Linked DNA regions of Mus musculus: all the other regions are linked to region 1. The links are chromatin contacts, called in public HiChIP or PLAC-seq and promoter capture Hi-C maps. All regions are on one chromosome and are shown on one strand. Each heading gives the region's core, a stretch centred on a gene start, on an enhancer-like site or on the middle of the called end of the contact. The rest is flanking DNA. Distances are from core to core; before and after follow the strand shown.

Region 1 (3,630 bases), core at 551-3,050:
AGCAAGGATCCAGAAGGAACCAGGCTCTCCCTCGTCCTCAGCAGTCTAAGTGCAACCCCCTCCACCTTCACCTGGAGATCCAACCCAAGCTTCAAAGTGCTCCCGACAAACACGCCACTCTCTCCCCACATCATCCTCAGGGGAAACTTTTTTAAAAATGGAAATGTAAGACTCAGAAACTCCATAGGTAGGTAGGTATACATACATATATATCAAATTCTTGGTGGTTTGGAGTCAGAGAAACGACCCTGTATGTAGTTCACTGCGCACTTATGACTTTACCTAGGAACAAAGGCATTATTTTCCCCGGAGTTCCCCTTTCACCAGTGGGAAAATTGCTTCAGATAGGATTTGGACAAACCTTCAGGTGTTAAGAGTTCACAGAACAAAAACCAAGCTCCTAGACTAATTTTAACCAAAGATTACTTGTTCTTTAGTCTAAATGCACACAAAACTGTACTATGGCCCAAGGCATTACAGAGGAAAACTTAGGTATCAAAAAAATAGCCTTTTTTCTTTTGACAGAGGGCTTATTTGTGAAGGATTAGGCGTGGTGTGTGTGTTAACAATCAGTGTAGCATGAAAAAAACAGACGAGGCGACTGTGTGAAAATATAACACCTTCGATATGCACGGGACTAAGAACCAATGGTCCAGGTCTTGCAGAACACAACTCTATGATTAAGCTTCATGGCTCACCAGCCTCTCTTTTCAAGATTGGTTTGCTTGGCAATCCAGCCCTCTGGCCATGACTCTGTATAGGGATGTGAGACCGAAACCCCAAGATCCTGCGTGGCTTTCACTCGGCCGGAGAAAAGTGACAGGGATGCTGGCGGGAAAACCCTGCAGGCCAAGTTTCCCCCCCACCAAGCCGGGCTCCCCTCCCCCTTCTGGCCACCTTCGCCAAAGAGAAGGATCCAAAGAGAAAGTATACAATCCAATCAGCGAAGGCCTCGGAGAAAGTTGATCGTGGCACCCATTTCCCATCCGCGGGAAAAAGCCAGGCGGCGGCTGAGTGGCTGGAGAGCGGCAGCTTGTCCCCCAGCGCCGGGATGGCCTGGCGCCTCGGGAGGGCCGGGGACTAGGCCCGGCCACCCGCCCGCCCGGGAAAAACTCCTTCCCTCCCGCGCAGCCCGTGCCTTCGGGCCCGGGCGCTACCTGGGACGCGTCCCTGGGGGTGGACAAAGGATGCGCCAGGGACGCCGGGACGCGGACCAGCCCCGGGCGGCCAGAGCGGACAACGGCCTAGCGGGGAGATGGGGGAGGGGGTGGCTGGAGACCCGCCGGACCGAGGGGTGGGGCAGGGCCTGTCGCGAGGCCCGGGCGGCGGCCGCCCTCCACCTCTCCCCCACCCCGAGGTGGGGCGAGGGTCGGATTTCAGCCTCACCTGAAGTCCTTGTCGCTGGATGTCATTTTCTCCAGCAAGTTGGAGATGTGGTACGAAGCGCTCGCCATGTTGCCGGCCTCGATCCCGCCTGCTGGCTCAGTGGCTGCTGGGCCCCGCGGCCGGGGCTCCTCCTCTCCTTGGCGGCGGCGCCCGCTTCCAGGGTCGCACCGCGACGCGGACTGGGGAAGGCGCTCCGACGCGACGTCCAGTCCCCGGCCAGACGGGGATGGGGAGGGGAATGGCTGCCCCGGGGGGGAGGTAGGGGAGGCCGAGAGTGAGTGACGGGGACGGCCTAACGACGGCGCTGCTCGCGGGGCGCCGAGCTCATGGGCGGCGGGACGGACGGCTTGGGCCTCGCCGGGAAGCCAGACACTTGCGTTCGGGCCGCCTCGCTCCCACTCCCTCCGCACTCGCTCCCTAGGGCAAGAGGCCAAAGCCCGCCTCCTTCGCTAGGAGGGCGGGGGCGGCCGACGCAGGGCGCTGCGGGGAGGCGGGGTCGGAGGTCACCGGGGCTGCCCGGCGCACTCTGCGCAGTCGCGGTTTACAGGGACGCTCCCGTTGGCCCGGCCGGCTGTCTGTCTTCGCACGGGCCGCCTTTCGGGCGGAATGGCAACGCCTCGAGGGGCTCTTCTCGCGAGACCTTAAAGCGACGGTTAAAGGACGGGCAGTGAGCGTCCAAGGCCGGAGTTCTGCAAACGCTCCTTGCTCCTCCCTGCGACATTAAGAAGGAAGGTCTATGCGTTTGAAAGCGCGTGGGGCTTGTGGGTGATGATGCTAAGAGCTGGCCTGGAGGCCAAGGGGTGCAATGGAAAAATGAGCTCTCTTTCCGAACGGTACGCGTGGCCGAAACTGTCCCCTAACAACCATGCTGTATGGTTGCCACGTGAGAACTACGACTCCCACAATTCAATTGGGGACACACGAAGGACGTGATTGGCTCTTTGAACCTGGAGTTTCTTTATTGGTTCCCGTGGTCGGAGAGAATGCTGGGATTTGCAGGCAGGCAACGCGGGTTATGCTAAATAAAATCTTTCCATCGGCGTGTGCTGTTTCTAAAGTGTCTGTTTCCCTGAAAACATCGCCCACTCCCACCCCCACCCCCGTCCTCATGTTGTTTTGGGCAAGCGCCTTGCAAAATTCAGTGTTTTGGTAGGGGCCTAGTCGAACCTTAGTACTAATCTTTGCTCCGCTAAAAGGCCTCAGGGCCACAGTTTGGACGTAATCCTTTTATTCATCCCGGAGCCACTTTTTTTCTGTTCCATTTAGGTCCTAGTAAGGATTCTCTCCCAATGCCAAACATGGATGGTGCACGCCTCTAATCCCTGATCAGTAGAGGCAAGTGTAGGAGAGCCTTGTGGGTCTCAAGTATAAAAGCTAGCTTGGTCTCTAAATCGAATCCTAGGCCAGTTAGGGGTATCTAGTGCAAACCTGTCGCAAATAGGGGAGGTGGTGGGGAAGTATCATTGCAGATTGTGCTCTGAGCCTACATCTTTCAATAGTCGGCTTCTGTGCACTTAGTTATGAAATCTAAGTTTTCCTATGTGCTCGGATACACCAACACAACCACCAGAGATCAGAGGTGACATGTACAACTGTTTGTTTACTCTCCAAGTTTCCCTAACCGTTCAGTATTTCACAAATAGCCCAAAGAAGAGTTGGAAGGATCAGAGATTTAGGTTTGGTTTGCTTTTCTGAGATAGAGTTTCTCTGGGTAACCCTGGCTGTTTTGGAACTCAATCTGTAGACCAGGCTGATCTCAAACTCAGATCCCCCTGCCTCTGCCCCCCTGCCCCTCTGACCCCCTGCCCCCCTTCCCCTCTGCCCCTCTGCCTCTGCCTGCAATATTAGGATTGAAGCTGTGTGCCACCACGCCTGGCTAATAATTTGTTTATTTTACGTGCATTGGTGTAATTCCTCCATGTGTATCTGTGTGTGGGTGTCAGATCCCTGGAGCTCCAGTTATAAACAAGTGTGATCACTGAGGGTGTTAGGACTTGAACCCCTGGTCCTCTGGAAGAGATGCTCTTAACCATTGAGCCATCTCTACAGCCACCTCCTCCATAAATCTGTAAAATAGCTCACTAAGCCGGCCGTGGTGGTGCACGCCTTTAATCTCAGCACTGGGGAGGCAGATGATGGATTTCTGAGTTCGAGGCCAGACTGGTCTACAAAGTGAGTTCCAGGACAGCCAGGGCTACACAGAGAAACCCTGTCTCAGAAAAAAAAAAAAAAAAAGCTCACTGA
Region 2 (3,630 bases), core at 780-3,279, 1.9 Mb before region 1:
AACAAATCTTAAGATAACTGGCAACCTTTCTGTGGCTACTTTTCTTGTTCAAAATTCAGAGCAAGCAAATCATAAAAGTCAATTATACGAAGAAAACAGTAACAAGTAATGCCTCCGGAGCGAGGCTATAGCTCAGGGTCGAATGCTTAGCCAGATGTGCAAAGCCCTGGGTTCATTCAGTATCCAGAGCTGCAAACAAGGTATTTTGGGAAAAGTTACTTAAATCTCCCAATTAATCTACTTAAACCTACAAAGATTTTACTTGTAAAAGTACACAACCACGTATTAGATACAATGCTAAAAGTACCAAGTCAACGAAAAGCTACAGTTATAAAAAAGAGGCCTACAAAGTAGTTCCTCGTTGAGGTCAAAAAAGTTTAACCTCTCCAGGCACTCGGAAGGCAGAGGCAGAGGCAGAGGCAGGCGGATCTCTCTGAGTTCGAGGCCAGCCTCGACTACAGAATGAGTTCCAGAACAGCCAGGGCTACACAGAGAAACTCTGTCAGCAGTAATTAAAATCCTACGACAATTTGCTTTTCTTTTCTAACATTTAAGCCAAAAGCACAGTCATTCTTGAAAAACGAAGCAGTAAGGATTTAAGAGTTTTCACTGTTTCGTTCAAGTCTTATATCCCTAGTCATAAACAATGGAGGGAAAACGCCATACAAACCAATGGCATTTTATTCAGGTTCTCATCCGTACCTTAGAATTTTTTAATATGGTGGGGTGTAAATTTGAAAACCGTGAATATAGGAAATGCACTAAAAAAAAAAAAATATTTAGAGGGCAGTAAGAGGCTAGACGATCCAAACCCTGGCAAGCAGACCCTTCCAAGGATATTTATTCATCATGAGACGCTGGTTCTAGGCATCCCAGGCGGGTGAGACCGGAAAACCTTACACGTCTCACTTTCTCCAGCCTTTCAAACCGTGAAGTCGAGCCCACAGGGCAAACACTTCGCTTTCAAACTACAGTCACGTTCACAACGACTTGTCAGGCACGCTACCCAGGATTCCGATTCCGAGTGGCCGGTCTCCCTTTCAGTCTCTCCGGTCTGTTAAGCTAGGATACCACCATCTTTTTTGTTCTGTCCAGCCACCGCGCTCCCAAGTCTTTGGCGCAAGCCATTTATCCTCTCCGATATTTCGCTTCACAAAGGCCAAGGACTGGGCCTCGGAGGCACTGCAAACCCTCGATGACCAAGGCGGGCCGACGCACCGACTTTTAAATGCGATCGGTGGCTCCAAAAGTCAGATGACTTGTTGCGGATGGAACCAAACCTAAGCAGCCTTCCCTTAAGGGGACCGGCGAGCAAGGAACCGGGCGCCACGCCGAAACCCGTCGCAAAGGCGAGCGGGAGCCCAGGGAGAGCGGGCGCGCGGGATACAAAGGGCTGTGAACGCGGCCTTCCATGAGGCGACCGTGCGCGGACAGAGACACAAAATGGAGCGGCGGGAGGAGGAATCGGAACCCGAGGCGGCAGGGCCGGGATGGAGGCGGCGGGCGAGCGCGCGGCCGGGCCAGGGCTTCCCCTCTGGCCGGCCGCGGGGGAGGGGGCGCGGCGGCCCGTTCTCCCCGCCCCGCACACGCGGCCTAGCTCGGCGGGAAGCGCCCGCCACCGAGCCAACAATGGAGCGGGAGACCGTCCGGAGGAACCGGGCGGGCGGCTGCAGGGCGACCGGGCCCCGCGCTCCAGAGCCCCGCGGCCCGCAAAACGACGCGCGAGAACAAGGGCTGAGGGGCCGTCGCGCACGGCGGCGCGGCCCGGAGGCGCCAAGGGCGCACGGTCTGCAGCGAAGCCGGCTCGCGGCCCGCGGCGGCCCTGGTCAGCCGGGCGTCCGGGCCGCGGCACAGTCTGCGGCGGCGGCGGCGGCGGAGCCCGGACCCTCACGTACCTGGTTGAACTCTTCACCCACATCCGCGTAAATGTCTATGTGGTCCACACCGTCCGCCATCTTCCCTCGGCCTCGGCCGCCGCCGCCGCCGCCTCCTGCAGGTCGGCCCGCCGAGGCAGCAGCAGCGGATCTGGCGGTGGGGGCGGGGCGCCCTACGTCACTTCCGAGGGGCGGAGACCAGGGCGCAGCGGCCCGCTGCTGGTGACGGGGGACCCCGCCGAAGGTCCGCGGCGGTTCCGAGGCGCTAACTCGTTCCTTTGTGTGCAGGATTAAGCCGCGGCTGGGGCAGGGGCGTGATTTCCTGTGCTACCCCGCCATACCGCATGCCATGGAACCCGCTTGTTTTCAGAGACTGTCTTTTCAAACTGCTTCTGGCACTATTTATCTATCTACATATCTATAGATGAGAGATCTATCTAGTGAGAGATATAGATATATATACATCTATATAGAGAGAGATAGATATTTATATATTTGCGTTTTCATTTTTTTCCTACTTTTTTTTTTTTTTTTTGCTTCCAAGGTTTCGAGAGATGAGAGTTATGTGTACGCAATTAAAAGCGAGATATGATGTCCTGGCCAATGTCTTATTCTTGCTTCTTCAGACAACTGAATTTTTTGAGTTATTTGCATATAGCATATTTGCATCTCTTATCTTTATGCAGTTGTAAGCATCTTTTCCGCTCCTTCCTTCACATCCTCCTCTTCCCCCTTCCTCCCCCATTGCCCTTGCTTTTACCTTTTTATCTCTGTTGTAGGTTTTCTCCAGCCATCGTTCAAAGGATTCTATCCTCATTTTTAGAGCACGTACAACAGAGCAGATGTATCCTAAATCAACGAACTCCTGGATTCAGAATGCTGAGCTAGAAGGGAAATTAAAACGGTGGCTTGAGGTCCAAACATCCCGTTTTACAGATGAGAGAACTAAGGACTCGTAGAGCATAAGTTATTTAACTGGGGTTACATGGCTCGTAAAAGTGCACACCTTTTGACGCCGATATATGATTCAGAGATCTCTCTCCATTTCCAACGGCTCCACCTATTTCTTTCCTTCCCGTTCAAAAACTCACCAGGTCACTCAGCTGCCTGTGTGCTTGATATAAATTCAGTTCCCACAGCGCTCTCAAGGAGCGTAGAGAGAACCGAACCAAATCCTCTTAAGTAGTCCTCTGATCTACTCAGCACCTCTGACTGCTCTCACTTCCAGCCCCACCCTGCCAAACAAATTAACAAAAAAGCAAAACAATAACCAAAATAATAATAATAACAAAAATACCAGATGCAGACTGGTCTGAAATCATCAAAAACCTAAAGAAACATCTATGCTTGAGATGTCTGTAAAATCTTGGTTGCAGTCACAGAGACTAATCTCTTAATCTGAATAAACATTTCTTTAAATTCCTTTTTTATACATCGGGGTGTTTTGCCTGCATACAGTCTGTGTACTACACATGTGTGCAGTGTCCTGGGAGCGCGCAAAAAAGGACATCAGTCGACTAAGACTGGTATTAGACAGGTTTATGAACCACTACATGGGTGCTGGGAATCAGACCCTGACCCCGGAAGAGAATCCAGCGCTATTGACCACGGTACAAACGGGACTTAACGATGGCCACCGCTGTTGAAAAATCCTAGACTCTAAATTTTGTTTACTTAGAGGTCAAATGCATGCGGGGCAATGATGGCCCACGCCTTTAATCCCAGCACTTGGGAGGCAGAGGCAGGCAGATTTCTG
Region 3 (3,630 bases), core at 840-3,339, 1.8 Mb after region 1:
TCACTTGGAGGAAGCTGTATTATGATAGAATTTGTTCCCCTTTCAGTTCTCAGCTGGCGTTTGACAAGAACAACCTGTAGAGGGCGTCCTTACACCAAGAGCCATGGAGGTCTGAGCAATACTACGGAAGAAAAACCTTCAACGAAAACCACATTCCAAGTCAAAAAGAGTCTATTGTGTTGCGAAATTATTACCTGTAACTGAATGACACTGTTTTTACAATATTAAAGGGTTATAAGTTTGCCTAATATAGTAAAACATTATATAAATTAATATTCACTGCAACAATTAATTAATAAAATAGAATGTTGGGAAAAGATCCTTTTTTGTTTGTTTTTTGTTGTTTTTGTTTTTGTTTTTTTGAGACAGAGTCCCAGGTAGCCCAGGCTGGCTTCAAACTCCATATGTCGATTAGTATTAACAATGAGCTCCTGATGCCTCTGCCTCTACTTCTTTAGCCCCCAGATTACAGCCTGTGCTACCACAACCAGTTTAAATGTTTTGTTTTAAAGAAAGAGTAGATGTTAAGCTTTTTTGAGGCAAACCGTCTTAATTGTGATTTGCAAGAAGGGGCTTTGAAGTTAGAGCGATCGTGATTTGAATTCCTACTCTTGTCACTCACCAGCTGAATATCTGCGGTCAATTTACTAGACTTTTAAAGCTTTGGTTCCCCATCAGTAAAATGAGAGTAGTAACAGTAGCTGCCTGAGAAGAATTTTTAAAATGAAGCTTCATGGAGTTCACAGTCACAATGGACAGTCTTCGTGTCTAACTCCCAAACACAATACCTTCCTACCAATCTGTTAGATACCTACACAGATTTCACAGTTTTAACACATGTTTCTTCTTCTTCTTCTTCTTCTTCTTCTTCTTCTTCTTCTTCTTCTTCTTCTTCTTCTTCTTCTTCTTCCTCTTCTTCTCCTCTTCCTCCTCCTCCTCCTCCTCCTCCTCCTCCTCCTCCTCCTTCTCTCCTCCTCCTCCTCCCTTCCCATTCCTCCTTCTTTTAAAAAAATATGCTTGTGACCTAACATTTGTTGAACATGTACGCGTCCAAGTCCGGCTTCTATTCTGTAGTTTCTGTTTTTGCCATCCCCTGCTGAGAGACCCACCGCTCTACAAAGGACAGAAGGGAACACAGCCCAGCGCCAGAGTCTAGATCCTTGGGGGGCATTTGCTAGAAAGCCACTGGGTGCAAAAAAAAAAAAAAAAAAAAAAGTAAACAAAGCTTTTCCGGGGTCTGAAAACTTTCTGTGTTTTTGAAAAACCATTTGTTTCTGCTTTCTCTGTACGTTCAAGGAGGCAGGCAAAAAAGCCTTCCGTGCAGAGGTAATGCTGCAAGCCGCCGCTAGCTAAGTGCTCTCCCACCAGACCCTCAGTCTTACCCTCAAGCGCCTAAGATTTCAGAGACTGGGCGTGAGCCTCCTAATGTTTTCCCCCAAATCCAATTTTAAGGGGAGTCCTACCGTCGTAGAGCAGGGATGGGGGGAAAGGGATTACAGCTATCATCGAGGTCCTAGGGAACTATTCCGGGTGCAACTGGGTTATCAAGAAGACAAACCACGCCACCTGTCGGGTGTCTGTCCAGTGCAGAAATAAATGAACGTCCTGCGAGGACCAGCGCCTGCAGTAGCCCGACTAGCCTGTGGAGTCTCAGTATTTAACTTCCTAGGAGAGAGAGAGCGAGAGCGCAAACTGTCAGCTAGAGAAGTCAGAGTTTGCAGACAGGCACACAGAGATGCAGTCTGAAATGTAGTTCGAAGAGAAAGGGTGGGCTGGCTATGTGCTTTCCGTTAGCTCCACTGTTAAACGGAATTTATCTTTGACCACGAATCGAGCCCAGATTTTTTTGTTTGTTTGTTTATAGCACCCCGGCCATCCACACGTGTCTCTTCGGGCGGCAGGAGGCCTGAGTGATGACCCAGAAGTCCCTTTGGGTGTGTTTCTTGGTTGTGTCCCCGTTTTCATTCACCTGGCGCAGGCGAGCGGGGTCTACCGGGTACCGCGGCCCCGCCCCCGCGGCTCCGCAGCGCTCCCTAGTGGCGACCGCCTGCACACCACCGGCCGCTCTCAGTGCTCGCCTTTTGCCAGCAGTTCCCGCGGTTCCTCCCTCTCGAGTGTGCTCCTCTAGCTGCTGGCGCTGTGGGACGTGCTGGCATTGCCAGCTTTGCCAGCATCGTGTCTCTGCGTCCCCCTCTCCCTCCAGCCCCCACCTCTTTCTACGCGGCCGCGCATCCACTCCCTCCTTGCTCCCTCCTCTCCAGCACTCCCAGGCTCACTCGCAACGGAGACTGGAGACTTGCACGCCCAGTCGTTTAAGTAGGAACAGCTCCAGCCCCGCCAGCTGCAGCCAAGGCGAGAACTTCACAAGCAGCACAGGTTGGGTCGCTGCGGCAGGAGTTGCACCACCAGCGAGAAGGTCCTGAGCACCATGGCTCGGAGAAGAGCCTTCCCTGCTTTCGCGCTCCGGCTCTGGAGCATCCTACCTTGCCTGCTCCTGCTGCGAGCGGATGCAGGGCAGCCACCTGAGGAGAGCTTGTACCTGTGGATCGACGCCCATCAGGCTAGAGTGCTCATAGGTAAGGTCCGGCATCTGCACCTTCCCAGTGGTCCTCAGTTTTTCCATTAGAGCGGAGACACGTGCACCGAGTGTGTTTTAAAACAACTTCAAGGGTGACTGCCCCCTCTTTTTAAAAATCAGGATTCTCTATTTAGAGGCTTATGAGATTTTTTTCTCAAAAAAGCAAAGCCGACCCAACATCCCAGCCCTGCTGTTGCTAGTCCTGACTGCAGATTTGTAACAGGAATCCAGCGGTGGCACCCGCTTACTTCACTGTAAGCACTTTTTTTTTTTTTTTTTTTTTTTTTTTTTTTTTTTTTTTTTACCACAGAGAGAGGAAAAATAACTCTGGTACTGTTGTTGGTATCAAAGGCAGGTGCTTTATGAAAAGCAGTGACCTGCACTGGTTCCCAGGGGTTTTGCTTTCTACATGAAACGTCTGTTTCTTAGAAACGCAACTAGTTTGATAGGTTTGTTTATTATTTACACAACAGGATTTGAAGAAGACATTCTGATTGTCTCGGAGGGGAAAATGGCCCCCTTTACACATGATTTCAGGAAAGCCCAACAAAGAATGCCAGCCATTCCTGTCAATATCCACTCCATGAATTTTACCTGGCAAGCTGCGGGGCAGGTAAGTTCTGATAACAGAGCGGTAGAGAAAAGGCACTCTTTTGTATTTCAATTCTCCCGTGGCCCATAGTAATAATAATGGTGTGTGATGTAGCTCCGGTGGCCCGTAGTAATAATAGTGGTGTGATGTATACCATTTAAAATTCCATACAAGTTCTTGCCTGGTTGCCAGAGCACACAAGGGATCAGTTCCAATGTATTTAAAGTTGCCAAGTAAATGGAGAACTCTAAGGGTCAATGTACTCACGATCATTACTTTAATAAGATTTGGTATCCTGAGGTTTTGAGTATAAAGACCCCAAATATCCATATCATGGTGTTTCTGTAATCACTGATATTAAAACATTAACAAAGTATTTAGAAGACTTTCAATACTAACTGATAATCATTTGTGATGGGATTCATACTTCACAACAAAATAAGTTCGTAGGTATTCTTGA
Region 4 (3,630 bases), core at 513-3,012, 1.7 Mb after region 1:
AGACATCAAGTAAGTCCACTTATCACGCACACACACGCACACACACACACACACACGCACACACACGCGCACACACACGCACACGCACGCACACGCACACACATGCACACGCACGCGCACGCACACACGCACGCGCACACACACACGCAAATAATCATTCATACACTCCCTTTCAGCACAATCTGTTCCTTATCAGCCAGCCCAGCAGGTTTTAGAAATCCATTGATAAAATGTCTAGTCAGAATCCGTTGATTCCCAAGAATGAGCGTTAGAAAGCAGCCCCAGGAATATGAGTCGATTTAAAGGTGGGTCCTTTCCGAAGTACAATGTTCCAGAACAAACATAAAACTTCCGTCATTGTTAACGGAAGCACTTACAAACTGCAGTGGGTATACTTAACTATGTACCACTGGTCCTGAGAAACCACTTCGTCAAGTCTATAACCCTGAGAATCTTCCCTGGATAACATTTTATACATCAAAGTACCTTTAAAACCTATTTTGTCTTTTATGCTGCACAGGGTGTAGTCGACTGTCAACTCAAGTGTGCGTTGTGTCCTGGCTAGCCGAACCTCATTTTGACAGTTCAGGCTATCCTAGCCATAGGCAACACAGCGACCACCTAACACCTCCCACATAATCCAGGTTTCTGGTGATTATAACGTTTTGCCTTGCCAGACAAAATGAATCAAGCTTTGATTTGTTTACTCTGTCCAAATTCAAGAGCCCCTGCAACTTAATATTTTCCTTTAAAACCTCCCCTTTGGACTTCAAATAATTAGTTTTTTGACACGCAATGGAAATAGGAAGAAAGAAAGAAAGAAAGAAAGAAAGAAAGAAAGAAAGAAAGAAAGAAAGAAAGAAAGAAAGAAAGAAAGAAAGAGAGAGAGAAAGAAGAAAGAAAGCTCTCTAATACTTTACATATGATTCAAAGAAAATTCTTTTAAATCCTTATTGCCCCCACTTATCGCATAACCTACAAAGGCAGGAACAGTACTTTTTATTCAGATAGTCTGACTTGAAATAGCCCAGTGGAAAAGTTTAAGAAATAAAAAGGGAGGCGGGGGGGGGGGGCTCTGATGCTTGTTTTCACTTGAAAAGAAGACAGAACTGGTACCTGCCCCCTGGAGTTTTGCTGGTACCTGTTTGGGCCTATGAGCCGCCAGCCCGGTCCGGGGTGCGCCCCTGTCCCCAGGGGCCTGGCGACGCCTTCCTGGTTCCCACGCCCTGGCCCGTTATCCCCCGGCCGCAGCTGCGGAGAGGCCCGAAAGAGAGAGAGACGCGCCCTCGGAGCTGCAGCCCGCGCCCCCGACCACCTCACTGAGCCTCCCCGAGGACCCGCGCGAGGACGGCGGCTCAGGTTCCCGTTGGGGACGGGTAAGGTGTCAGCGCGGCGGCCGGCGGGGCGCGGGCTCTCCCGCCTGACCTCGTTCTGCGCTGTCCCCTCGTTGGCGAGGAGCGTCTCCGGGGTCCACGCCGAGACTCTACGGCAGGGGGATGACTCTCAAGACTGAGGGGGCGGCGCGGGCGCTCCCGGGACGGGGGTGGGGGTGGGGGGAAACACTCCGGGTCCCAGGCTGACTCGGAGGGATCGGAGGGCCGGATGGGGCGAGGCGGGGACTCACCGCGCGTCGTGGTGGCCGCGGCCGCGGCTAGGCAGAGACCCAGGCAGAGCGCGATTGGGCACGGGAGGGTCCGCCGCGCACTCTTGGGGAAGACGAGCCTCCGCTGTCCGATCCCTCCTCCCTCCCGGCTCCGGGCGACAGACGGGGCGGCGGGAGGCATGACGGGAAATTCCTGGGCACGGGCGGCCGAGTCCAAATATGAGCATAGCAGACAAGCGAGGGAGGACGGCGGAGCGCGCTGGCCGCGGACGGGGCCCGCTGCCCGGGACGCGGCCGCCGCCAACTCCCGCCTCCGGCGCCGCCTCCACCGCCCCGGGCCAGCCCTGCGGGAACAGGGCTTCCGCGCGTGGGCAACCCGTAGCAGAGCCCCCTGGCAGCATCCACCTGAGACCTTTACTGTAGGGTCAGGGCGCCTGAGAGCTAAGGACCAAAAGTCCTGGCCTGTACCAAAGAGGCTGTGAAGTGCCAGTTAAGGTGTGACATGGTCGCTCTTGTGCCTACTGAATACCCATAATACAGAGGACCACCGACTGCGTCCCAGGGGTCGCACCTGGAGGGGACCTCACCACACCCACTATGTCCAGGTGAGAATGTCCTTATAATCCCCCACTATGTGTGAGTGAGTGTGTGTGAGTGAGTGTGTGTGTGTGTGTGTGTGTGTGTGTGTGTGTGTGTGTGTTGTAGTAAGATTCAGCAAAAGGGCAGTCCCTGAAATTTTACTTGAACACCATATATGGAGTCAAAGCAGGCCGGAAAAGTTTTCGCTCCAGCTAGAGCTGTTTTACAGGACATTCCTCCTCACCTTGACTCAATATTCACTGATACAATCTCTCCCCCAAACCCCAACTCACTCTCTCTCTCTCTCTCTCTCTCTCTCTCTCTCTCTCTCTCACACACACACACACACACACACACACACTTACTTTTGCACACTGTCCAAAGAGGAACTTTGATAATGTATTTTAAGGGCGCTACCTCTGATGACCAAAATGTCAGTCCCAGATGTTTGATTACAGGCCAAGCGCGTGCGAACCTGACTTTTTTTTTTTTTTTTTTTTTTTTTTTTGGCACTAAACTCCACAATTAATCAGATCCAAATGACCCTCTCTCAAGACAATGAATGTAATTATGCCTTAATTACTATAATATATATCCACACACACCCAAACAAATGTTTGACAGGATCTGGAGATGTGGGATGTTATACAATTACTTCTCAGCATATTAAGATGCTGCAAAAGTGATTAATTGATGTCAAACACGGACGGGGGAAATGTCAAGCAGATTTAGAGGGTGGATTATTCTAACATGAACTAGAGGGGGGTAATTTGTCCATCACGCCGCGCTTGAAGATGCTTTATTTGAAAGTTAGTAAACCTCATTTCTAAACAAACTCGATTCTGGCAACACAGGAAGGCCCCCAAGCCAAAACATAGTGTATTTGCAATCGGCCGCTTCTAAAACATCCCGTGAATTACACCCAACAGATGGGCAGATTTCGCTTCACGAATTAGCAGTGTTGGTGGAGCTACAGGCAGATGGCCTAAGGAAACTCAGGCTGGATGAGTTCTGATAGAGCAAAGAGCTTTAAAGGCCCATTAATATTACTATCCAGCTATGTACCTGAAACGCACAGTGGGCAGGAACGGGAAACTCGAGTATCCCCGTTCCCATCCTCCGTCCCTCCTCCCTCGCTGTTGGAGCTTGTATTACGTAAGCAGCCATTTTTCTCCCTCCTTTCCCTGCAACGCGCAGCACAGTCCTTCCCCATAATCTAAATGTTTAAAACAAAAATAAAATGAGTGCAGCCATTTATAAACTTTAGATAAGAACTCTCCATGAAGCGGGGAGGGAGGAGCACATTTTGAAGGACTGCAGCAATGGTGGCTAGGCCTACAATATGTCTGTACAGTGGCCGTGAGAGGCGGAGCTGTCCCTTTGATTGCCTGGATTAAGTACATCAAGGCTAGAAGAAGGAAGAATAGACTTAATGGGTGCAAAGTAAA
Region 5 (3,630 bases), core at 521-3,020, 1.5 Mb before region 1:
GGGAAAACGAGGGCTGGCAATATTCGTGCTGGCAGGATCGAAGACGGCCATGACCTCTGCTGAGCAGAGTGAGCAGTCTGCAATCAAATGTGGTTACCAGGACGTAGGATTCTAGTTCCCTATCTTCCTCACCCTTACTTTACTCAAACACATGGGCAACTTTTACATCCCCCAGTAGTCGTGAGCCTGAGACTGTCGCTCAGCTCAGTAGTACAGTACTTGCATACACACACATTCTAAAGGCTGAGGTTCAATCGCATTATCAAATCCTATGCAGCTATTAAAAGTAATTTTGTAACTTACTGACAAGCTGTAGAACACCTTTATATGCTAATATAAAGTAGAAAACTTAAAGAGATACAGAGCAAAGACTGGAACTTTATATATTTTATGCATTCCTCTCATAACTAAAATCCTCACAAAAAGCACGGATGCTTCTATGACTTTCGGTTTACCATTTAGAACAGTGATAGAACATCATGTCACAACCAGCAGCACCCACACACTGTGCACTTCTAAAGCCTGCGTCAGGGGAAGGGCTGTGGAAATATAGGTCGCAGTGACCACTCTCTAATGCAATTGCAATCGAGAAAGTTAAGAGTTTGTAGGTAAATACTTAAAACGACTGTGCGATAATCCAGGTTTCAATTTTGTTTCCTCGATTACCTGGTAAAACAAGCTATATTTACACACTCGAGGCAGAAATACCAACCAGAGTCTCTTGTTCCGAAGCTGGAATCTGTGAGGTGCTTGCAGCACCCTCGGTAGACACAGACATGTTGGTATTGCACATTGGCCTACAAGTAGAAAAAAAACAACAACACACACGATAAAAACTTGAAATTATAAAACATCTACGAAAAGGGACAAATAGATACATGCATTTACGAAGGAGACAGAAAACGTCTTTCGGCAATAGCTCTCAAATGCAAAACGACGTCGGCGAGCTGTCCCTTACCTGGAGGCCCGCAGGAGAAGCGCGGTGATCCGAGAGGGTCCCCCAGGGGTGTCCGGTCGGTCTCCCGCTCGCCCAGCAGACGGCTGCGGAAACGGGGCAGCGTTTAAATAACCCCAGCTGGAGACATGTCAGGACTTAGCTCCTCCGACAGCCGACGCCGGACGTGTCCCAACTTGACCAGCCCCACAGGAAGAGCTGAGTCAACTCGGCCCAGCCCAGTCCCACCCGTCCCGGAAGCCGCATCCCGGCGAGTCCGGGACCAGGCACCTGTCACCTCCTGGACCCCAGCAACGAGCCCAGCGCGACCCCGGAGCGGGCCCCCCGCGCGCGGGGCCTGCTGGGAGACCCCCGCTCTTCCCTCCTCCCCCTCCCTCCGTCCCCTCCCGCGCATGCGCCGTGCTAACCGCGCCATCTCCCACCCCACCCCCCACTCCCACCCACACGCACACCCCCGGCCGCAGAATGACATCAGGGCCCAGCGCGGGCAAACGGTCGCCCAGCCTCGTGCCCCGCGACCCCACGAGCCGGCCCGGGTTACGAGTAGGCCCCGGAGGGCGCGGAAAAGAGGGAATGATCGGGACTCTCCGCCGCCCACGGAGCGGGTACCTGCTACTTCCCGCGCATCTTCCGACCCTTCACGGGGAGCGCGGAGGCCCCGCGGCCGGGGCCTGAGCGACCATGGTCGCTCCAGAGCTCGAGCGACGAGAAGGCGGCGGCTCCTCACCGGCCGCTCCTAGGCTACGCTGGCCCCGGAGGCCCCGTTAACAAAGCAGAGTTCTGTGACGAGCGCCCCCTACCGTCCGCGGAGAGAACGCCGGAAGCCACGGGCCATCCGGGCATCGGGGCGTGCGCGCGCGCACGCCCGACGCCGCCTCCTGGACCAATAGGAGGCGGGGGGCGGGGCTTAGCGGCCGCCCGGTGCCGGAGCGCGCAGGAGGTGGGGAGGGGCCGCGCGGTTGTGTTTACCGCTCGAAACCGCAATGGTCGCTAGGCAAGTTCCTATCCGACTGCTGCTGCTACCAAAAGAAAAGCAAGACTAACAGCTGGGTAGTATTTTTAAATCCATCCCGCCAGCAGCTGAAGTTGTATACAAATGAGTGATTTTTTTTTAAGACTTTAAAAATAGGCAAGGTGAGAGAGGGTGGAGTGGGACGGGGAGGAAATTGTGAGAAGGGGGTGTCCCAGAAGGGAACGGAGAGCGGGGTGGAAAGTGAATAAATAATAATGAATAAAAAATGAATAGCTCCATGGTCAAGAGTGCATACAGCTCCTTTTTAGGTTTTCAGTCACTCACGCCACACAAATTCTGTCATTGCAGGGTACTCAACACACTCTTCTGGTCTCCATGAGCAACCGCACCTGTGTGCACAGACATACACATAATTAAAGTTAAAATTAAAAAAAAAAATTCAAAGACTGTTAGGGTCCATGACACCTTGGGCTCATAGTATGTAAACGCAAAGAATGTTTTAATCTGCAGAAGTCAGCATTCTGGTGTCTCCTCTCCCCATTACTAAGATAGAGACACCCAAGTGAGTTTGCAGACCTGACATAAAGCATATTAGCGAATTCTGGGATAGGTGACCTCTATGTTAATCTATTGGGTCCATCTTTAGGGACATTCCATTCCCGGGGTGAGAGGGCTGGAAACTTTTGGCTGAGAAAGTCTGGAAACTGCTGCTGACCCATTGTCCTTGCCTCAGGCGGGGCAGCTTCTGAGGCCCGGACTTGCCCGGAATTGCCCAGTTCTTGGAAACAGAGATTTAGGCCTAGTCCCCTTAACTGCCAGTTTGAAACTTGTCATGAAATCAGCCTGGCCTTTTCAACACATACACTCCAGTGTTTACAAACTTTCTAATTGTTAGTCATCTTGAGGGCCCAAGATAGCATTATAAGGTATAGGAGTTTGGCCTGGACGCTGCTTTAGGCAGTGTGGACGCAGGTCAAAGAAAAGCATTGATAAGGCCAGATATAATGGTGTGCGTGTAATCCCAGGTACAGAGCAACAGCCGTCTGGGTCCACCTTTTAAGGTACATCTAAGAACGGAGGGTGTGTGGCACCGAGAAGGTCCTGCATTGTTCAGTCCTCGGTCCCCAAAGCAAAAGCCCCAGATCTTAAAGGACTTAAAACCAGGGGTGGTGGCACATTTGCACAGTCAAAGATAATCAGGAAGCTGAGGCAGGAGGATAGCTTGAGTTGAGCAATTTAAAGCTAATTTGAGTAACATTGATAACCTACCTAAAGGAGAAAGGTAATTTCGTTCTTTGGGGCTTGCCACTTCTTACTGACAGCCTTCATTTCCCCAACAGTTCGTGATTAAGGACTTTTCAGAAACCTTTCTCCCCTTAGGAATGGAGTGAATATTCATTTTAAATTTAATAACCTTCAGCCAGGCATGGTGGCATAGACCTTTGACCCCTGCAGTAGAGACGAAGAGACAAGTGAGTTCAAGATAGTGTGTCCACGAGTCCACACAGTGAGCTGCAGATCAGCCAGGGCTGCACACAGAGAACCTGTCTCACAGAACCCAAGCCTTGGGAGATGAAGTAGCCCAATTGGGCTTGTGTGCAGTTTCATGGGATTGGGGCATGAGCAGGATGGGGGGATGGGAGGACAGGGCAAAAGGCAAGCAGGCATGCACTCTTAGCTTAAAGCCCTGGGTTCCCTCCCC
Region 6 (3,630 bases), core at 557-3,056, 1.5 Mb before region 1:
TGTGTTTCACCCAAGTGACTTTATAATCAAAGAGTAAATGACACATGCGACCGATGAACTTAGGAAGCAAAACCTTACTGCTCATTTTGTGAAGACTTCCAAGAAGTTTGTCCCCAGCTGCGCTTAAGCAGGGGTACCGTGCGCTTACAATTGGACACTTGGTGGGCATCGCACACCTGAGCTGCTGTCTCCTCTGCTCTCGTCACCTCCTCAGTTACGCTTTCTTCTCATGTCTGTTGTCTCTATACTTGTAGTCTCTAAACCTTGGGTTACAGCTTCAAAATTTACAAAGTCTACTAAAAAGGCACAAAAAGAAAAAAAAAAGTTACCAACCACTTGATAAAGGGACGTGACTACCACACCAAGGGCGGCAAACACCATTCCAAGCGAATGAAACTTCACATCGTAATAAGAATTTAGGATTACACCTACAGTAATAGGAATCTGCAAAGACAAAGAGGCAAATGCTGTGAGATTAAATTCAAGAATGATGTCTTACAACACTAAGGAAACATAACAGTGGGGCTGGGGTGGGGGAGCACTGTAAGTTTTCTTTGGGGAAAACTGCCAATCCTTCTCTACAGAGATTCACATACAACTCTACATCTGGAAGAAAATATGAATCCGTGCGTTGTGCTTTGTAAGGAAACAGGACACACATTTACAGGGAATAAAATAATCCCCCAAACCAGTACTTAACACATAAGCATAAACAAGGAAGGAGGAAAGCATTATGACTGGAAAAACGAAAAAACCACTAAGTGCTAATGTTATTTTAACGAATCTCCTTTTATGTAAACACAAGGCACCCCAGCAGTGTGCCACTGAAGGTGTATTCCGAGGTATTTTATGCTAAACCATTTCATGTTTATCACTTCTGGTTCGATTTCCTGGGGATATTCTTTTCTTTCCAGGTTGAGCTTTCGCAGATATCCTGACACACTGAACTGTTCCATTAAGGCAGCTCTCTCCCTCATCAATCCCAGCAGTTAAAGATTTCTATCAGGAACACACCCATTTACTAAATAGCAGCGGAGTGTCGAGATGGCCTTTTCCACCCCTCCCCAAACAAGCTTCTTATAAGGGCCTGGCTCGTGTGTGGAGTAAAGATTATGGGAATGGGCTTCCGTCGTGCCAGGCTATAAGCAAGGTGTATTCAGTTTTCCCGGGGAGAAAGGCAGCCAGGTAGCTGGGCAGGGACAGGCTCGCGCAGCGGCAGCGGCAGCTACTCACCAGCGTGAGCTGTATTCTGACGGAGAATCTCTTCTGGTACCAGAAGGTTTGGATGGCTATGATCACCGGCGTGGTCATGGCCTTGGCCAGCTGATAGGTGCCTATGGTGTTGTTCTGCAGAGAAAGGTTGGTGAAGACCACAAAGCCACAGAAGCTGAGGGCCAGGAGGAGGAGCTTGGAGAGCGGCAGACTTTTGGGGGCAAAGATGTTCAGTTTCTGGCAGATGTACAAGCCCAGCCAGGTGACCACGAAGTGCACCAGGGTCAGGCTCATGTTGGGGAAGCCGTGGTGTACATAGATCCATTTGTTGAGGAACACGATGCAGATGGACACCAGCAGGTTGAACAGGAGCCCGGCGGCGATGCGCCCGTTGCCCCGGACCCGGTCCGCCAGCGATGCCATGATGCCCGCCGGCTGCGGAGCAGCGTCCTCGGCCGAGCCCGGGCTGTCCAGCCTCCCCGCGGGGCGCTCGGACGCTCTCCCGCTGTCCCGGCTCTCCGCCGCCGCGCGCCCGCAGCCGCCCGCTCCACGGTCCGGCCGGAGACAGGCATGCGCCAGCCGGGTCCCGGTCGCTGCGCCGCGAGGTAATAGGCCGCCGCCCTCCGAGCGGGTCCGCCACGGCTCCTCCCAGCCCCGCCCCCGCGCAGCCACGTGATTCCGCCGCGCAGGCGCGCTCGGCGCTCCGCTGGGTTGCTTAACTCGGCTGGAGGGAAGCCCTTGGCTCCCAGGGAAGATTAGTTTCTGTGGCCGATTCCCCGACTTACTGGGAGGCGCAGATTCCCCGCCAGTTTTACTCTCCACGTTGCTGAGCTGTTTTAATCCTCTGAAGGGGGGCAGAGCATTACTTACTGAAAGCATATTTTAAAATATCTTTAAAAGTCTAAACAGGCCGGGCGGTGGTGGCGCACGCCTTTAATTCCAGCACTCAGGAGGCAGAGGCAGGCGGATTTCTGAGTTCGAGGCCAGCCTGGTCTACAGAGTGAGTTCCAGGACAGCCAGGGCTATACAGAGAAACCCTGTCTCGAAAAACCAAAAATAACCGTCTAAACAGGTAAGAGTGGATGGACAACTAACTGTCGTCTACTGTAGATTTAAACATATTTTGGCGTATTTGCCTCGAAAAACTTTAAACCACAGAATTTTTTACCCACGAAGTTTTTTTTTTTTTTTAGTAAAACCTAAGAAGCAAGTACATTTACCTGTATGCCCAAGATATTAATTGCACTTCTAAGAGGCATATTATAGTAGCAAGCATGCAGTCCAGTTTCAAAGTTACAGAGCTGGAGAGGAAGTGAAAAATTATATATTTTTGGTTTTGTTTTTCGAGGCCGAGAACTCATTCAGGCTAGACTCGATCTCAATATTCACTTTTATTCACACTGTTACAATATGAGAGTGGTATTTCTCATCTGCAAACGTCAAATACCAACTCAAAGTCTGTCCACACTGATTGAAAACGTGGACCCCCCACTTTTACAATGTTACAGGGATTAAATAGAGCAGACTTGGAAGTCTCTACAGAGCTAAGGATGACACAGAACGGATCTCCCTGCTTCCACCCATTGAAGTGTCACATGCCTTGCAACTAATGTGTAGTTTTAAGTTTTGGACACTATTTCATAGGTTTTTATGATCTGTTTGCTTATGTCTCTGCCCGTTTTCTCCAGGATACCGTTTTTTTCTAATTGGCACTGAAAAGAAGGTCTTTGCATCAGAGGCACAAGAGACTCTTTGATGAATTTTCCACAGTTAATTACGTGTGTGTGTGTGTGTGTGTGTGTGTGTGTGTGTGTGTGTGTGTGTGTGTGTGTATGGGTGCCTGTGTGACGGTCAGAGGATAACTCGGAGTCAGTTCTCTCCGTCCACCAGATGGACTGAATTCATGCTGTAGGGTTTGGGAAGCAAGCACCTTTACCAGATGCCGTCATATCAGCTACGTTCCTCTTTCGTACCGCATTTTTTTTAGAGAATTGCCCGTTTACTTAGATGTCTTGTCTTAGTTGGGGAGGAAAGGGTTTGTTTGGCTTACACGTAGCTGTTTATCACCAAAGGGAGTTAGGACTGGAACTCATTCATACAGGGCAGAAACCTGGAGGCAGGAGCTGATGGAGGCCAGGGAGGGGTGCAGCTTAGGGCTTGCTCCGCCTCACCCCCCACCCATCATCTCAGGGATGGCTCCACCCACAATGGGCTGGCCCCTCCCCCAAATCACTAATTAAAGGAAATGACTTACAGCTGGATCCTGTGGAGACATGTTTTCAGTTGAGGCTCCCCCTTTCAGATTACTTTAGTTTGTGTTGCCATAAGACCAGCACACGTTCAACTATTCGTCCATTTCATCTATAGTTACTTGAATTTATTATAAACATTAGCTTTTCCATTTTCTCTCTGCTGCTT
Region 7 (3,630 bases), core at 770-3,269, 1.4 Mb before region 1:
CAAGAATAACCTCTTGTCTCTGAGTCCTGCTTACTCCCCCAAATCCCACCCAGTGCTCGGCTACCAGCCCTGTCTTTGACTGCCTAGTATCACAATAGTATGTTCTCCGCGGAGTTATCTTAGAACCCGAAATTTATACTACAGTATGGCTTCATAAAGGTAAATCTTTTCCTCCATCAGACCAAAGAGCTGCTTGACTACAGAATTCTCTACAAGGAAGGACTCTGCACTCTCTAAAATACGGTGATGAGTTAGCTGCTTGTTGAAGGGCTTGGTTTTAGCCCAGGCTCACACCTCTAATCCAAATTGTACTACATAGGAAGTGCCAGGCCAATCTGAGACAGGGTGAAAGCAGCTTCAAAAACAAACCCAAACAAAGAAGGAACAGGCTCTGAGAATTCTTCTTTTTTTTAATCCTCATGAAAACTTCACAGAATATATCTATACAAGCTAAGCCAGTCATCATGTCACTAGGCAATATCATCATATGGGACCACTGTTATATTTTTGGCCTGCATGCTGACCAAACACTGCTATGCAGCCAGGACTATACTTCAGACTGTGAGTACGATATGGCTTGGCGGGATGAAAGAAAAAGTGAAGCAATTCTAGTGAAGAGGAGAAATGGCCCTTCAAGTGATTTCCCTCCATGTAGACTAAGGATGTCTCCTGTCTTAGCACAGTGCTATGGGCCTCCAGCACTGTCATCTGACAGCTTATAAACTAAACCATGGGGGTTGATTTTAATTATCCTTCTAGTACACCTTTCTTCCACTTAAAATCTCCAGCCAGCTTCCTCTTCTCTGCAGACTCAAGCTAACACTCACCAGCACAGTATTTACACCACCATCCTAATTTAGTTCTGCCCATCAAGTCCATCCGCATTGCTGGGAGCATTCAGCCACACAAGCGTGAACATTTTTCATGACTTTATATCTGAGTATGTTTCTTTTACAGAGGTCTATATGTGTTCCCCTGTCACTGGATGTTCATCTATCTACTTAAGTTATTCATCAAACAGCTTTATGGAGATTCAAAGGTCCCTGCTGGTAATGTTTCTCTTTCCCCCCCCAGAACCTAAGGGTTACTACGCAAGCACTCTACCACTGAGCTATATCCCCAGCCCCATAACAGGGTTCTATTTAACTATGCCATTCCTTAAATCTCTTACAGGCTCACTGTTCTATATAGATAAGATCCTCACGGGATTGCTCTAAAACTAAATGTGCCACTTAAAGCTTAAGGAACACACATAAGATAACCCCTAGCACAATGTTTTCAGTATCAATAATGTGCTATTATTACTCAAAAGACCAGCTAGCAAGTTACTTTTATAGGTTTGCCTGAAACTCCTGTGACAGGGAGATAAAACATCTCCTTCATTTATTTTCCCCGCAGTACAGTATAAATACATCGTATTACACTGCTCGACTGTCTTCACTACACAATCTACTCCCCGATGCCAAGGGCCTTAAACAACCCATCTTCGTGTCAGGCGAGCATAAATCATTTGAGAGGGAGGGAGAAATTCAACTCCCTAGGGCCGGCACTTTAAAGTCTAAGCTGACCACCGTTACCCAATAACGTACAGCTGACATGACTTAATAACCGCAATAAAACCACGCTGAGGACGTCTGGGCTGAACTGTCAGTGCGGCTGATGGCCCTGAGCTCGAACTGCTTCATTTCGCATTTCGAATGCGGGACCATCACAGACCCCCGCACACTTCGGAGCGAGCGCCGAGAAGACCCGGGAGGCGCGGCGTGGAACCCCGGGGATCCGCATTCTCACATCCCCGCTCCAATCGCGCCAAGCGTCCATTCCTCCACCGAGGGCCAAATCCCTGGCCGCGGAGGCGGTTACGTCGCTAACAGGCGAGAGCCCCAGTCTCGGCCGAGGCGTCCCTACCAGGACTGACCTGTCCATGGCTTCAGCGGTCTCCGCCTAGAACCTTGCAACTCTTTGACTGCAGCCTGGCCGCCGCGTTTCAGCCTTCCCGCTCTCCGGAAGCACACCCTTCGACCCGGAAGCGCGGCCTGGCTAAGCCAGTCCCAGAGAAACAATGTTCCCGCTCGGCGCATGCGCGACTTTCGTCTCCAGCCGCAGGCTCAGTGGGCGCAGGCGCGGAAGTGTGCCAGGGAGTGACTGCGTGGCTGGGTGGTGCCGGCCAGGCAGGAAGGGGGCGGGGAAAGGGGCGGAGCTTGGGTATGTCGCCTGAGCCTGGCTTGTGGGCGTGGTCTGGGTGGGGCGTTGTTCTGGGAAGCCGGAAGTCTATAACCTGGACTTTAGGAATCTGTTGAAGAGTCTGCATTCAGCGTTCTTGTTTGCGGTTCAGCGCCACTTTACGGGATCTGGCCTGTCTCGGGGCGCTCACCTCTTTGAACTGTGGTGTAACCTCACTGGACGGGTTTTGAGGTTGTTTTCTCTCGTTATTTATTTCTCTTTTACGGAATCAGCCGTTTTTTAAGAAATCCAATAAAAAAAGCAAAGCATAAGAAAGCCACATGGGAGGCTGAGGCAGGAGGAAGAACCACGATTTTGAAGCAAGCCTGCACTAAGAAAGCCTGACGATAGTAATAATAGCAATTATTATTGTTGCTGTTATTATCATAAATTTTAAAAGTTTTGGGCGTGGGAATACTTACCTGTTCCAGTACCTCAAAAATGTTAGGTCTCAGGCCCTCCAAATATCTAGAAATGAGCTCTGGCTGAACCATTTCTGATTTCTGGCGGTTAGATAAACGCCAGCATTCCTCAGGAACTCCTGTAATGCGTTTTCCTTCGGTCTTCTTAGCTACTTGTCCCCACAATCCCGACTCTGCACTAATTTCTAGTCTCTGCTCTCTCATCTTGCACACAAAACTATCTTGAAGAGCTCCAACAGGCGCAGACATTGCAGACACATCACCAGCAGGTGTGGCCCTCTCCCTTCCCCTCTCCCTTGCTAAACCGTTAGATTACATTCCTAAACCTAGCCACCAAGGTCTCTTCCCTTATTTGGCCACATCCTTATGCCTGACTAAAACTCCGAGGTCCAACTATCAAAATTCACTAGCTGGCTAACATGTCCACTTAGGACTTACCAACTCATCCTAGCACAGCCTTCCCCCTTTCTCCTGCAGAGACACCTGCTGCCTTCTTTGGCCGATCCAGACGGAGGCAACACCTTCTGCTTGTCCGTCTTGGGTAATACATTTCCTTTGTGCTGAGCATTTGGTGTCTGGGTGTGTTCTGTCCTGACTCCCATCTCTTGCTGATGTAACTATTCTCTCCCATTCTCTAGCTTCCCCGGCCCTGGCCATGTCCAGCCTGTTTCTTTTTCTCTCCGCTCTGGGCACTTCCAGGTGCCTCTGGATCTTTTCTCTCTCTTACCCACATTAAAAACCTTATCCCTAACGGAGCAGTCACGGTGGCAGTTTCTTTACTGTGCCCGTCCCATGCACAGAGTAAGGTACAGACAGGAATCAGGGCCATGCTCAGGCCCTACTAAGTTAGAGGCCAGTACGAGTTTGTTGTTGTTTTGTTTGTTTCTTTGTTTTGATACCCAGTCTCAAAAGAAAAGAAAAAAGTAGTACTATAGTATCCCTTCTAATCCAGAGCTGTCTGAGTAAAAGGCAGTGCATCCAGCTG

What was found. Promoter capture Hi-C pulls out the DNA fragments that hold promoters and counts their contacts. HiChIP or PLAC-seq counts read pairs in DNA pulled down with a chosen protein or histone mark. Capture Hi-C pulls out chosen DNA fragments and counts their contacts.
Region 2: a promoter capture Hi-C map of embryonic stem cells shows a contact between it and region 1, with 6 times the contacts expected there. The contact joins the promoter of Cpsf6 here to the promoter of Cand1 in region 1. A contact is called at or near these places in 3 of 39 promoter capture datasets (embryonic stem cells, hippocampal neurons and pre-B cells), 2 of 115 datasets of contacts at active chromatin or transcription factors (astrocytes and thymic regulatory T cells) and 2 of 9 other capture datasets (adipose tissue and liver).
Region 3: a contact with region 1 is called in a promoter capture Hi-C map of hippocampal neurons, with 4 times the contacts expected there. The contact joins the promoter of Wif1 here to the promoter of Cand1 in region 1. A contact is called at or near these places in 2 of 39 promoter capture datasets (the 3T3-L1 cell line and hippocampal neurons).
Region 4: a contact with region 1 is called in a promoter capture Hi-C map of hippocampal neurons, with 2.9 times the contacts expected there. The contact joins the promoter of Msrb3 here to the promoter of Cand1 in region 1. A contact is called at or near these places in 2 of 39 promoter capture datasets (the 3T3-L1 cell line and hippocampal neurons) and 1 of 115 datasets of contacts at active chromatin or transcription factors (astrocytes).
Region 5: a promoter capture Hi-C map of adipose tissue shows a contact between it and region 1, with 4 times the contacts expected there. The contact joins the promoter of Mdm2 here to the promoter of Cand1 in region 1. A contact is called at or near these places in 6 of 39 promoter capture datasets (the HPC-7 cell line, embryonic stem cells, hippocampal neurons and 2 more), 2 of 484 Hi-C or Micro-C datasets (brain and muscle stem cells), 5 of 115 datasets of contacts at active chromatin or transcription factors (astrocytes, embryonic forebrain, embryonic stem cells and 2 more) and 2 of 9 other capture datasets (adipose tissue and liver).
Region 6: a promoter capture Hi-C map of pre-B cells shows a contact between it and region 1, with 4 times the contacts expected there. The contact joins the promoter of Slc35e3 here to the promoter of Cand1 in region 1. A contact is called at or near these places in 6 of 39 promoter capture datasets (the C10 cell line, the HPC-7 cell line, cranial neural crest and 3 more), 6 of 115 datasets of contacts at active chromatin or transcription factors (the NIH/3T3 cell line, astrocytes, embryonic stem cells and 3 more) and 3 of 9 other capture datasets (adipose tissue, embryonic stem cells and liver).
Region 7: a contact with region 1 is called in an H3K27ac HiChIP or PLAC-seq map of cardiomyocytes, with 10 times the contacts expected there. The contact joins the promoter of Nup107 here to the promoter of Cand1 in region 1. A contact is called at or near these places in 9 of 39 promoter capture datasets (the 3T3-L1 cell line, cranial neural crest, embryonic stem cells and 5 more), 4 of 115 datasets of contacts at active chromatin or transcription factors (cardiomyocytes, embryonic stem cells and large pre-B cells) and 2 of 9 other capture datasets (embryonic stem cells and liver).

The regions. Positions count from the first base shown.
Region 1 is chr10:119,238,255-119,241,884 of GRCm38.p6, forward strand. It overlaps Cand1 (cullin associated and neddylation disassociated 1), which reads right to left and starts at 1,801. Exons shown (of 15, transcript NM_027994.1): 1 at 1,387-1,801. The coding sequence starts at 1,454.
Region 2 is chr10:117,374,944-117,378,573 of GRCm38.p6, forward strand. It overlaps Cpsf6 (cleavage and polyadenylation specific factor 6), which reads right to left and starts at 2,030. Exons shown (of 10, transcript NM_001013391.2): 1 at 1,896-2,030. The coding sequence starts at 1,955.
Region 3 is chr10:121,031,915-121,035,544 of GRCm38.p6, forward strand. It overlaps Wif1 (Wnt inhibitory factor 1), which reads left to right and starts at 2,090. Exons shown (of 10, transcript NM_011915.2): 1 at 2,090-2,576; 2 at 3,052-3,191. The coding sequence starts at 2,429.
Region 4 is chr10:120,897,209-120,900,838 of GRCm38.p6, forward strand. It overlaps Msrb3 (methionine sulfoxide reductase B3), which reads right to left and starts at 1,763. Exons shown (of 7, transcript NM_177092.4): 1 at 1,625-1,763. It overlaps Gm4473 (a long non-coding RNA gene), which reads left to right and starts at 1,839. Exons shown (of 2, transcript XR_001779656.2): 1 at 1,839-2,208.
Region 5 is chr10:117,708,988-117,712,617 of GRCm38.p6, forward strand. Mdm2 (transformed mouse 3T3 cell double minute 2) reads right to left here and starts at 1,771. Exons shown (of 12, transcript NM_010786.4): 1 at 1,565-1,771; 2 at 959-1,041; 3 at 713-797. The coding sequence starts at 793.
Region 6 is chr10:117,744,552-117,748,181 of GRCm38.p6, forward strand. Slc35e3 (solute carrier family 35, member E3) reads right to left here and starts at 1,807. Exons shown (of 5, transcript NM_029875.2): 1 at 1,234-1,807; 2 at 334-444. The coding sequence starts at 1,635.
Region 7 is chr10:117,790,686-117,794,315 of GRCm38.p6, forward strand. It overlaps Nup107 (nucleoporin 107), which reads right to left and starts at 2,020. Exons shown (of 28, transcript NM_134010.2): 1 at 1,919-2,020. The coding sequence starts at 1,926.